Linked DNA regions of Gossypium raimondii: region 2 is linked to region 1. A link is a contact called in public Hi-C data. All regions are on one chromosome and are shown on one strand. Each heading gives the region's core, a stretch centred on a gene start, on an enhancer-like site or on the middle of the called end of the contact. The rest is flanking DNA. Distances are from core to core; before and after follow the strand shown. Region 1 holds the start of LOC105802689 (fimbrin-5). Region 2 holds the start of LOC105802648 (eukaryotic translation initiation factor 1A).

Region 1 (4,938 bases), core at 1,336-3,835:
ACCTTAGGCATAGGTGTCGTAGGCAACACCCCATTACCCGAAGACTTTGCAGATATTAAGCTCCCCCTTGAGCTCCTCAACCTTTTCCTTCAAGGTTGGCACCGTATCCTTGAGAGCATCATTTTTCTCAATTACCTCGCCCACAGAGGTATTTAGGACCCCTTGCATCACATCTATATTGTCACTGAAGGCCTTTGAGACTTGGTCATTGAGTTTATCATACCTCGATTCCAACTCTGTGGTATGCCCATCAACTTCCTCGAGGGTCTCCTTCACATCACCCATAAAGCCCTCAAGTTTGGCCACCCTACCATCTAAAGTTGACAGCATATCCCGCGATCAACTTATTTTCCTAACCCTCTCACGGGTTTCCATTGGCTCTTGCTTGCCTACTCTTTTCGACATCTTAAACGGTGCATTCGCAACCTTAGCTCGGATACCAACTATCACGGGGCTAGATCTTTCGTTTCGCAATTCGTGCAACTTTAAACAATTTATTCACTCTAAATGCGCCTAAGTCAGCCTAACTTTCACAAAGTGAGAATTCTTGCAGAATTTCTCTAAGGTGCTGAAAAATATAGTGGAAATAACTCGAAACAAAAAGAGCAACAAAAGTTTTGGAAAGCCACAAGAAAATAATGCACACCAAGTGTTTGATTAAATGCTCTCAATATATTATTAACTCAAGAATAACTAAATACAATGAGATAAATACAAATGAAGATAGATGTCTCTATTTATAGTTAAGCTCCCCCAAAATCAATGGTATAAATTGAGTTACATCGACAGTCAAGATTAGAGCCTATCTACAATTGAGAGTCCTAAGGGATTTAAACTCTATACATTTATCCTTTTAGGATTTACCCTATTTTCCATGGTAACTCTAGTTTGACTGAAGTGTTTCACTGGGCCACCAAAGCTTCAAGTAGATGGGCTTCTCCATGGATTCCACGAGTTGGGCCATTTCATGTGGGTCAAATGAGCCCCATTTAATAAGTTGACCTCTATGGGACATTTTGTGCGCAATGGTTACAAGCTTTGACCTACGGCCCGTGACACTAGTTGGTAAATACATATTTGGAATGTATGGCATTATAGTTTACTTTTATCTGAACTTTATAATCAAATTTGACGTTAAGTAATATGTTTTTATGCATTATATTTTACCTTGGTAGTTTAATTTTGATTAAGCTTTTTTTTATGGAATTTTTTATTGTTTCAAACTTGAATTGATATGTTTAACGTGTGCGTATACCTTTGGTACATGATTGGACATATTTTGAAGCATGTTAGAATGACTTGAAATGGTATTTTATGTATTTTTGGGTTAAATTCTCAAGACTAAGATGAATAAGTCTTAAGATTTATTCAAAGTTTGGTATTTTCCTGTAGATTGGATAAACAAGTATCGACACTTGGTCATCAGGCATCAAGAATTTTTCCCTAAATCTTGAGAGTTGGTAGACAGATTTGAAGGTTACCAGTATCGAGACTTATACCCCAAGTCTCGTGACCTATTGTCCTGTTTTGATATTTTGGGTCTTGAATGTTGTTCTTAAGCCTATTTTCACTGATTTGGTGTTTGTTAATCATCAATGAAGCATGATTTAGACTTATGGTTTAATCATGATGGATTTAAATTTAATTATGCATGAAAATTGGTGCATTTTGATTTTGTTTTGTTTAGGATTACTTCGATAATTAATATAACATATTATATTCATATTTTTTTCCGAGTCAAGTGTAGAGTATTACTTTTATTGGTATCAAAGAATGGTTAAGGTTCAATCGATTCTAAGCCCAAAATATGTTGAAGTGTTGTTTTGGTGTTATGTTTGAGCCCCTGGGATGAATTTCTCCTTTTGCTTCTCAACTTACAAGGGTATTTGCAGTTGTTTCTAGTTGTTGTTCCCATCCCAAAGGCATGTACTTACGCATCATTCACTCGTTCATCATTGGAAACGCACCTCCAGTCCAACTTGCATGTGTTAAGCATGCCGTTAGCTTGAGCCAAGATCAAACTCTTTATGAGATTCAAAGTTGCATTACTTATAGCTTCCTTGTTCGTAGACAAAGTAGCTTCAGAATAGTCTTTCATTCCAATGCATAACTTGTATCCATGCACTTCATATTTGCCTAGAGTTTACCCTAAAAAATATAGCCCAAACTTAATTGTGTCCGATTAATTCGTAACACCAATTCAATTAAACACATTATATGTGATATAAATATATTTAAAATTATAATTACATCAACAAATCCCAATCATTATAAACATTAAATTAAATAATCAACTAAATTCAAATTTACTCACTTTTGAACTCTATTTCACTTAAAATCTCATTAGCTACTTACAAAGATATATTTAATAATAATGGCATCGTATTAAATGCTGCAATAAATTGTTTTATTCATAATTTCCTAATTACTAAATGATGCTAAAGTTAAAAAGGAAATCTTAAATAGGAATATAGAAAAGGTAATACCAAAGAAAAATTGACAGTGATATCAAAGCATTTAATAAACAGTTAAAATGAGCCAATTTGCTCGTTCTCTCTCTCTCACTCTGTCTTATTCACATTTGCAATCGGCAGTGTTCGCGGGTTACGGGAGGACTAAGGGCCATCACGCTTTTCTCTCATCCTCATTTCCCTTCACTCAATTCCAATATCACCCAAACACCCCCCCCCCTCTCTCTCTCTCTTACAACTCCCCATACCTTCGACAATCGAAGAAGCAAAACCCCTATATGGAGGAACCCACCCTTCTAACTTAGTTTCTCTCTCTCTGTCTCTCTTAAGGTTTACATTGTTCTTTTCTCTGTTCTCATAAATATCATGTCTTCTTTTATATAGTTGGGGTTGATCGTTTCCTTTTCCTATTGAATTATATGTACATGCACGTCAGTTTGTTGGGTTTCTGCATTTGTTGCATCTTGTTTTGTTGAGTTTTCATTGGCTTTAAGTAATATGCAATATAAGCGTAAACAATCTTTGATAGTTTGATATGGTGCGTGATTAGGGGACAAAATTGGGTAGAAAAACCAAGGCAAACAATGTCTAGTTATCAAGGTGTGATTGTTTCTGATCCATGGCTTCAAAGCCAGTTCACTCAAGTCGAGCTCCGAACCCTCAAATCCAAGGTAACCTTTTTTTCTTTTCTTGTTTTTTTTTTCCGTGGAATGTAACCTGTAGCTCAGTTCTTTTGCATAATTACTTTGAATGAAAGTGAACCATGCATTTTGGTCTGAAAGATTACAATTTCAACTTCTAATTCTTTAAAGTGCCTTTTTTTTTTTTTATTTGGTAATATACCTTTGCTACTAGCAAAATAACAACTATAGGTTACCTTATTTTACATGATTATATGGTATTTGGAAATCTTTTTCTTGACATGGAACTTTGATTTCTTTCTTGTTGCTTTTAGTTTATCTCTGTGAGGACACAACATGGCCGTGTTACTCGGGATGATCTGCCACCAGTGTTTGCTGGTATGAAAGCTTTCAGTGAAATGTTTAGTGAGGATGAGATTAAGACTTTCTTGGGAGAGTCAAACAGTGACATGGGTGAAGAAATTGATTTTGAGGCCTTCCTTCGGGTAAGTCTTTTCAATATACTGGCTGCAGTGTTTTTCCTGTATAGCAGTGCTAATTATTCAATATATGAAATGTTGTGAATTAAGGTTTCTAGATGTTACAATACCTGGTGTGTAGTTTTCCTTTTTCTTTTTGGCATATGTTCTCCTTATATCTTGCTAGGTGGCAATGTTTGGGTTTGGTGAATTGGCAGCTTTATCTAGATTTGCAAGGTCGCGCAGTTGAAAAATCAGGTGGCTTGAGATCTTCATTTCTCAAGGCAACCACAACCACTTTTCACCATGCTATTAATGAATCTGAGAAGGCTTCTTATGTTGCTCATATCAATAACTATCTGGCAGAAGATAAATTCTTGAAAGATTTTCTTCCAATTGATCCAGCCACAGACGCTTTATTTGATCTTGCGAAAGATGGAGTCCTTCTTTGGTTGGTTCACTGGACTTGACTTTGCTTTATTCCTTCTTATTGAATCCTGATTTGATGTTTGTTGACACTTTTAGTTTCTTTCATGCAGCAAGCTTATCAATGTAGCTGTTCCTGGGACCATAGATGAGCGAGCTATTAACACAAAAAAGGTTCTTAATCCCTGGGAGAGGAATGAGAATCATACTCTTTGCCTTAATTCTGCAAAAGCTATTGGTTGCACCGTGGTTAACATTGGCACACAAGACCTTGTTGAAGCAAGAGTACGTAATGCTCCTTCCCAATACCAATTTAGGTGTTATACATGCTTTTTAGTATAACTTGTACAATATTTTAACTCTTCCTATCATCTTTTCTTCTTCTTCTTCTTCTTCTTCTTCTTCTTCTTTTTGGTGTTTTAATTTTCTAGCCCCACCTGGTACTTGGATTGATTTCTCAAATTATTAAGGTATCCAATTGAAGCTTCCTTTGAACTCATTTATTTTGTGTTTGTAATTTGTAGAATCATGGAAACCTTACTGATCATATCAGTTTCCTTCAACCATAGTTATATTGTTAGTAATGTTTTCATGGCTGTGACATCAGATTCAACTACTAGCTGATCTCAATCTGAAGAAAACTCCTCAACTTGTAGAACTGGTGGATGATAGCCAGGTTGGAGACTGTTAATTGGTTTTGCCCCCTTTGTGTCTTGATGATATCAGGTAGCGGATAATCTCCATTTTGCAGGTTGGAAACTAATTCAGTTCACCTTTTGTATAAATTTTGTAGGAGGTGGAGGAGCTTTTGAGTTTAGCACCTGAAAAGGTTTTACTGAAATGGATGAATTTTCATCTGAAGAAAGCTGGATACCAAAAGCAGGTTACAAACTTCTCTACAGATTTGAAGGTGAGAAAACTCATTGGTTTTGATAAATTCTA
Region 2 (4,938 bases), core at 1,047-3,546, 170 kb after region 1:
AAATTTGTGGCAAAAAAATATAAACATAACTTATTTACGCATCCATGTTATATATTATAAAATACCTAACATAAGAAATTACATATAATTAAACTCTATCAACCAAAAACGTCAAGGAAATTACAATTCTTTGTAATTACAAGATAATGTAATTATTACCCTAGTAATTACACTTTCATCTAATTACCATGTGATGCCCAATCGGACCCTTAATGATTTAATAACAAAAATCATAGTTTATAACATAATTAGAATATTTTAAAGTTAGAAACTAATTTAGAAAAAGGGTGCAATTAACTCCAAAATAAAATATTTGTATTTTTATGAAAATAATAATTTAAATAAATCTAAATAAACCAATATAATGAGAATAGCAAAATTTGAAGTTCATATTACTAACTAAACTATATTTGAATAACTATGATATTGATACCATGAATGAGTCCAATCCAATCCAAACCCAACCAAACTTATCAAAAATTTTTAAGGAACATATCAACATTTTTAATTATAAGTGGTACAATTTATTCGTAACGTACCAACAGATCTTTAGCATATTGGCAAGTTTCTTAGCATTGTTTGTGTCACATTTAAGATTTTGAATTCAATCCCTCACATCCTCATCACCCTTAACCCCAATCACTATGAAAAAAGCAGTGCATAATTTTTTTTTTTAAATCAAAGTTATCTACTTTAGATTTAAAACTATATGATTCTTTAATATTTCCTAATCTATCATTAATTCCCAAATCCCTATCTAATTAAATCCGCTGATAAAGACATTACATGTCTAAATCCACGACTTCTAATATCAATACCAGTTAAACTAATACTCTAATTGATAAAAACTATTTAAATTGATGCTGAGGAGAATATAGAACTTATGGTATGCATATCTATGCATCCTAACCTACTTCACCCAAGCCTGTATTTAAACCAGGATTTGTATGGAAGCACTAACATCTTTTATCAAACACACATTTAAAACATTTACATTTGTATCAAACAGCTCATGATAAGCTTAAACTTTCATCATTTCTGTCAAAAGTAAATTTGAGATATGGAACAAGGTTTCAGTAAAAGTAACAACATATATCTAATAGTTGACACATTCAGCACATATAAATACCTTACGGGAGAAATCACACATATTGTAGCCTTCTAAACAGCATCCACCATATCTCTCTTCCAACATTTAAGCAAATCATTCAAACAAAACCAACTCCATAACCCTATATTTTATCGATATCTTCGTCTTCGAACTCAATGTAATCATCTGCACCTCCTTCATCTTCCTCATCGACAATACCTTCATTAAGACGAGTGTTCTCTGGAAGCTCACCGTATGCCTTTAAGAGCCTTGCTTCATCGGGCATGTACTTAAGGATCACATCAGCCTTGTCATCCTGATAGTCGCGAAGCCCGACAAGAATTATATCACCAGCTGCAATCCAAACCTTCTTGTGCATCTTTCCTCGGATATGGCAAAGGCGCTTAGTACCATCTATGCACATGGCTTCACACCGGCCATTGCCTAGCATACGAAGCACTTGGGCATACTCTTGCCCGTCTTCCTTGAACACAAGTTCACGCTTCTCATCGTCAGCTTCATTCTTTCCTCTCTTCCTGTTCTTTCCTCCCTTTCCCTTGTTCTTCGGCATGGTTTCTTCTAGCTATACTGTGCCAAAAGCCCAAAAAGAAAAAAAACAAGTCATTTTACAAGCGCCAAAAAGCACAACACCATCACAATGGAAGATATTGACATCAACATATCATGCTCGAAACAAACGAGATATTTTAATAATTCTGACATCATGATAAAAATTAAACGAGGTTGGTCACTAAAAATTGGGGGAAATTGTATATTCTATTTAATAGGAGATAAACAAAAAAAGGGAATTAGGGAAAATTAATCCAGTAAATATAAAACTTATGAAAAGTTAGGAGTTGGAATCAGACTTGATAAACTCACATATAATCAAGAAATTAAACAGAAACTCAATCATCATGACACAACCGTTAAATGATAAACTTTCAGAAAGCAACAAAAAGGAAAATTCAAGATCAAATTACTGCAATTGATTAATGAAATTTTGAAGCAAAAAAAAAAAAAAGAGAAAATACATGAATACCTTTCTGGCAGCAGCGTAAAAGACTAAAGAGAAGAAGAAGAAGAAGATAAATAGAAATTGTGAGAAAGGAATTTGATTCGTTGTCTACAAATTCCAAAAAGTCCAAACCCTAGCTTAAGAATTCCGCTAACATATGGCTATCACGTTCAAGACTCAAAACTTGGGCTTGGGTAATTGATTTGAGCCGGCCCGAGTTTTGTGCGTCTCTCTCTGTATCCCTCTAAATCTATATCATGGGTTTTCTTCTTGCCCATCCATGAATATTATCAATGTTTTTAAAATTAGATTGTGTTAGAAAAAAGTGGATTTGGAAGATAGAGGGGAAAATAAATTTAGACGAAAAATAAAACTTTAATTTTTTTTTTCAAAATAAGATTTTGATTGTGATATCTAAAATAATAAATACTTAATCAAAATTGTACATTTTCAATTCGTCTAGGATGAATGCTTCGACTAAGTAGTCTTCTCCGCTATCCTCAAGTTCGAGTGTGGGCTTGCTTCGAATCAAAAAAATTTTCACAAAAATGATCAGTAGGGTAATTTCGCTATTTCTCTAAACTTTCGGGTCAAATTGTAAATCAGAGAAATATCTTTAAAAATTTTCTAAAATAATAACCCAATGTTCTCTTTTACAGGGAGAGTTTAAAGAGTTTAACTATGATTAAACTTAATCACTTTAATATTAAATCTTATTAAAATAATAGAATGTATTAAAAATTTAATATTAAGATAACTACTTTATATTAAATTAATAAAATACTATTAAGATAAGTATTAAATTAAATTTAATATTAAACTATCAAAATAATATTATTTTTGGAACAGCTAATCTTAAATCAAATTCTCTAGTAGAGTTCCAATAGTAGTGGAACTCTTCCACTACTCCACCACCGAAAACCAACCGTTGTGTCCAATGATACAGGTGCAACACCCTTACGACACCCGAGCCGATTCAGTTGTTGCCGGTTTGGTACAGGTCAATGACAACCCGACCGGTCCGATCTAGCATTTTGTTGGACCGTCGGTCCTGTTTCACATGTCGGACCCAGTTCAACCATTTTTTGGGTCTTAGTCTCGATTTTGGGCTCCCAGATCCAATTTACGATCTCATGCCCAATTTACGATCTCAGGTCCAATTTTCAAGTTCAATTATTCATTGGGCCAATTATCTGACTTGAAAATTAATTTCCAAAAATATCATATTAATTTTAATTAATTTGATTAATTTAACTTTACTTGATCAAAATTAATTTATCCAAAAATCACTTAGATTTTCCAAATTAATTTTTCAAGAAAATTTTTCGATCAAATTCTCTAATTGAACAATTCTGAAGACCACCTAATTTAATTTTACATTGAATAAATCAACTCAATTAAATTATTTCCAAAGTAGTAGAATTTTCTTCTAATTCTAATATAGTCTGATCGAGCTTTTGTTGAGCTAGTGAAGGGACCAACCGGACATATACAATTAGGCTCTAATAATTGCAATTATGTTCCGAAGCATCGTCCAATAATTTGTAATTATTTAATCATGGAGTCAGTCCACAAAAAGTACCATGATTGAAAACTTCTTATTGTATACTCTTTACAAAAATAATTCATCCAATTGTTTTATCCAATGACCTCTTCATGATTGCGTTACCCTCATATGATATCTTTGATTCATTTGAGTTAAACCCGTTCACTCAATACAATCTTATTTTATCTCATTGTCACCATTGTGTCTTTTTAATGATTAATATGATCACCGTCAATAAATGACTATGATAAATTGCTCGCGTTCCATATTTATCATTCCACATAATGTCAATGAGAGAATATCATTAACTCTTTAATTGAGCTATGAATTCCACTATTTCTAGTAAAGCCAATGCACACACAAGCCATGTACCCAACATACCGGCTATGGGTTCGATCATCTTTAGAGCATAAGTCTCCACTTATATCAAATCACATGAGCTGCATACACATGGTCAGTGACTAACTCGGGATTTAGGTAAATCACACCATGAACATCACAAGTGAATTAATTCACAAACGGATTCCGAATTAATTCATCTTGGGTCCAGTCCAATATTTCTACTCGTGGAGTCAACTGCTCCGATTGCCAAGACTAGTCATCTCCCCAAATGGAATTGTAGACAACATAATGATCCTTCTCAATACTTGAATCAAATGCTCACTTTGATTCTTTTATGAGATTACGGACTCATTCAGATTATCTGCTGAAGTAAGTTGTCTTTCTCGTAATGTAAACATCCTTACAATGTCACTTATCTTCAGTTTGAACTTAGACAATCGATAAGCTAATATTTGCTTGTCATAATTTCGCTATGCATGAAAATATAAAAAGACATAAATACAAAAGACATAATAGTGAAATGTGAAATTAACTTTATTTATTTATTCATCATTCAAATAAATAAATAAAAACAGTTACATGTTTACTATAATACGAGCACATTTTCCAACAGATCGGTGGTTGAATCGATCAAATCATCGATTTATTGGTCCAATTGGTTCAGCTAATTCAAGCAGTCCAATTAAAAATTATTAAAAATTACTAAAAGTTTCAAAAAAAATTCGATTCAATCGTCAATTTAACCAATTTGTATCAATTATCAATTTAATCGATTCAAAGCCGTCTCCAAACTGATACCCTAACCATTTTCCAATCCAACCAAACAACATTCAATACACCATAGAATGAAAAAAAGTTAAAAGGCCTTTAACTGTGTTTGCAATTCTTTTTCTTCTCACGCACTATTGATAACAACAAATCATTATCACCACACATCACAAT

The links. A called contact is a pair of places that touch in the nucleus more often than the background predicts.
Region 2: a Hi-C map of leaf shows a contact between it and region 1, with 2.2 times the contacts expected there. The contact joins the promoter of LOC105802648 here to the promoter of LOC105802689 in region 1.

Annotation. Positions count from the first base shown.
Region 1 is chr7:7,887,686-7,892,623 of ASM2569854v1, forward strand. LOC105802689 (fimbrin-5) reads left to right here and starts at 2,586. Exons shown (of 14, transcript XM_052633398.1): 1 at 2,586-2,801; 2 at 3,022-3,142; 3 at 3,427-3,597; 4 at 3,789-4,021; 5 at 4,110-4,281; 6 at 4,604-4,672; 7 at 4,790-4,906. The coding sequence starts at 3,056.
Region 2 is chr7:8,059,459-8,064,396 of ASM2569854v1, forward strand. It overlaps LOC105802648 (eukaryotic translation initiation factor 1A), which reads right to left and starts at 2,297. Exons shown (of 2, transcript XM_012634429.2): 1 at 2,133-2,297; 2 at 996-1,678. The coding sequence starts at 1,661. The coding sequence ends at 1,233.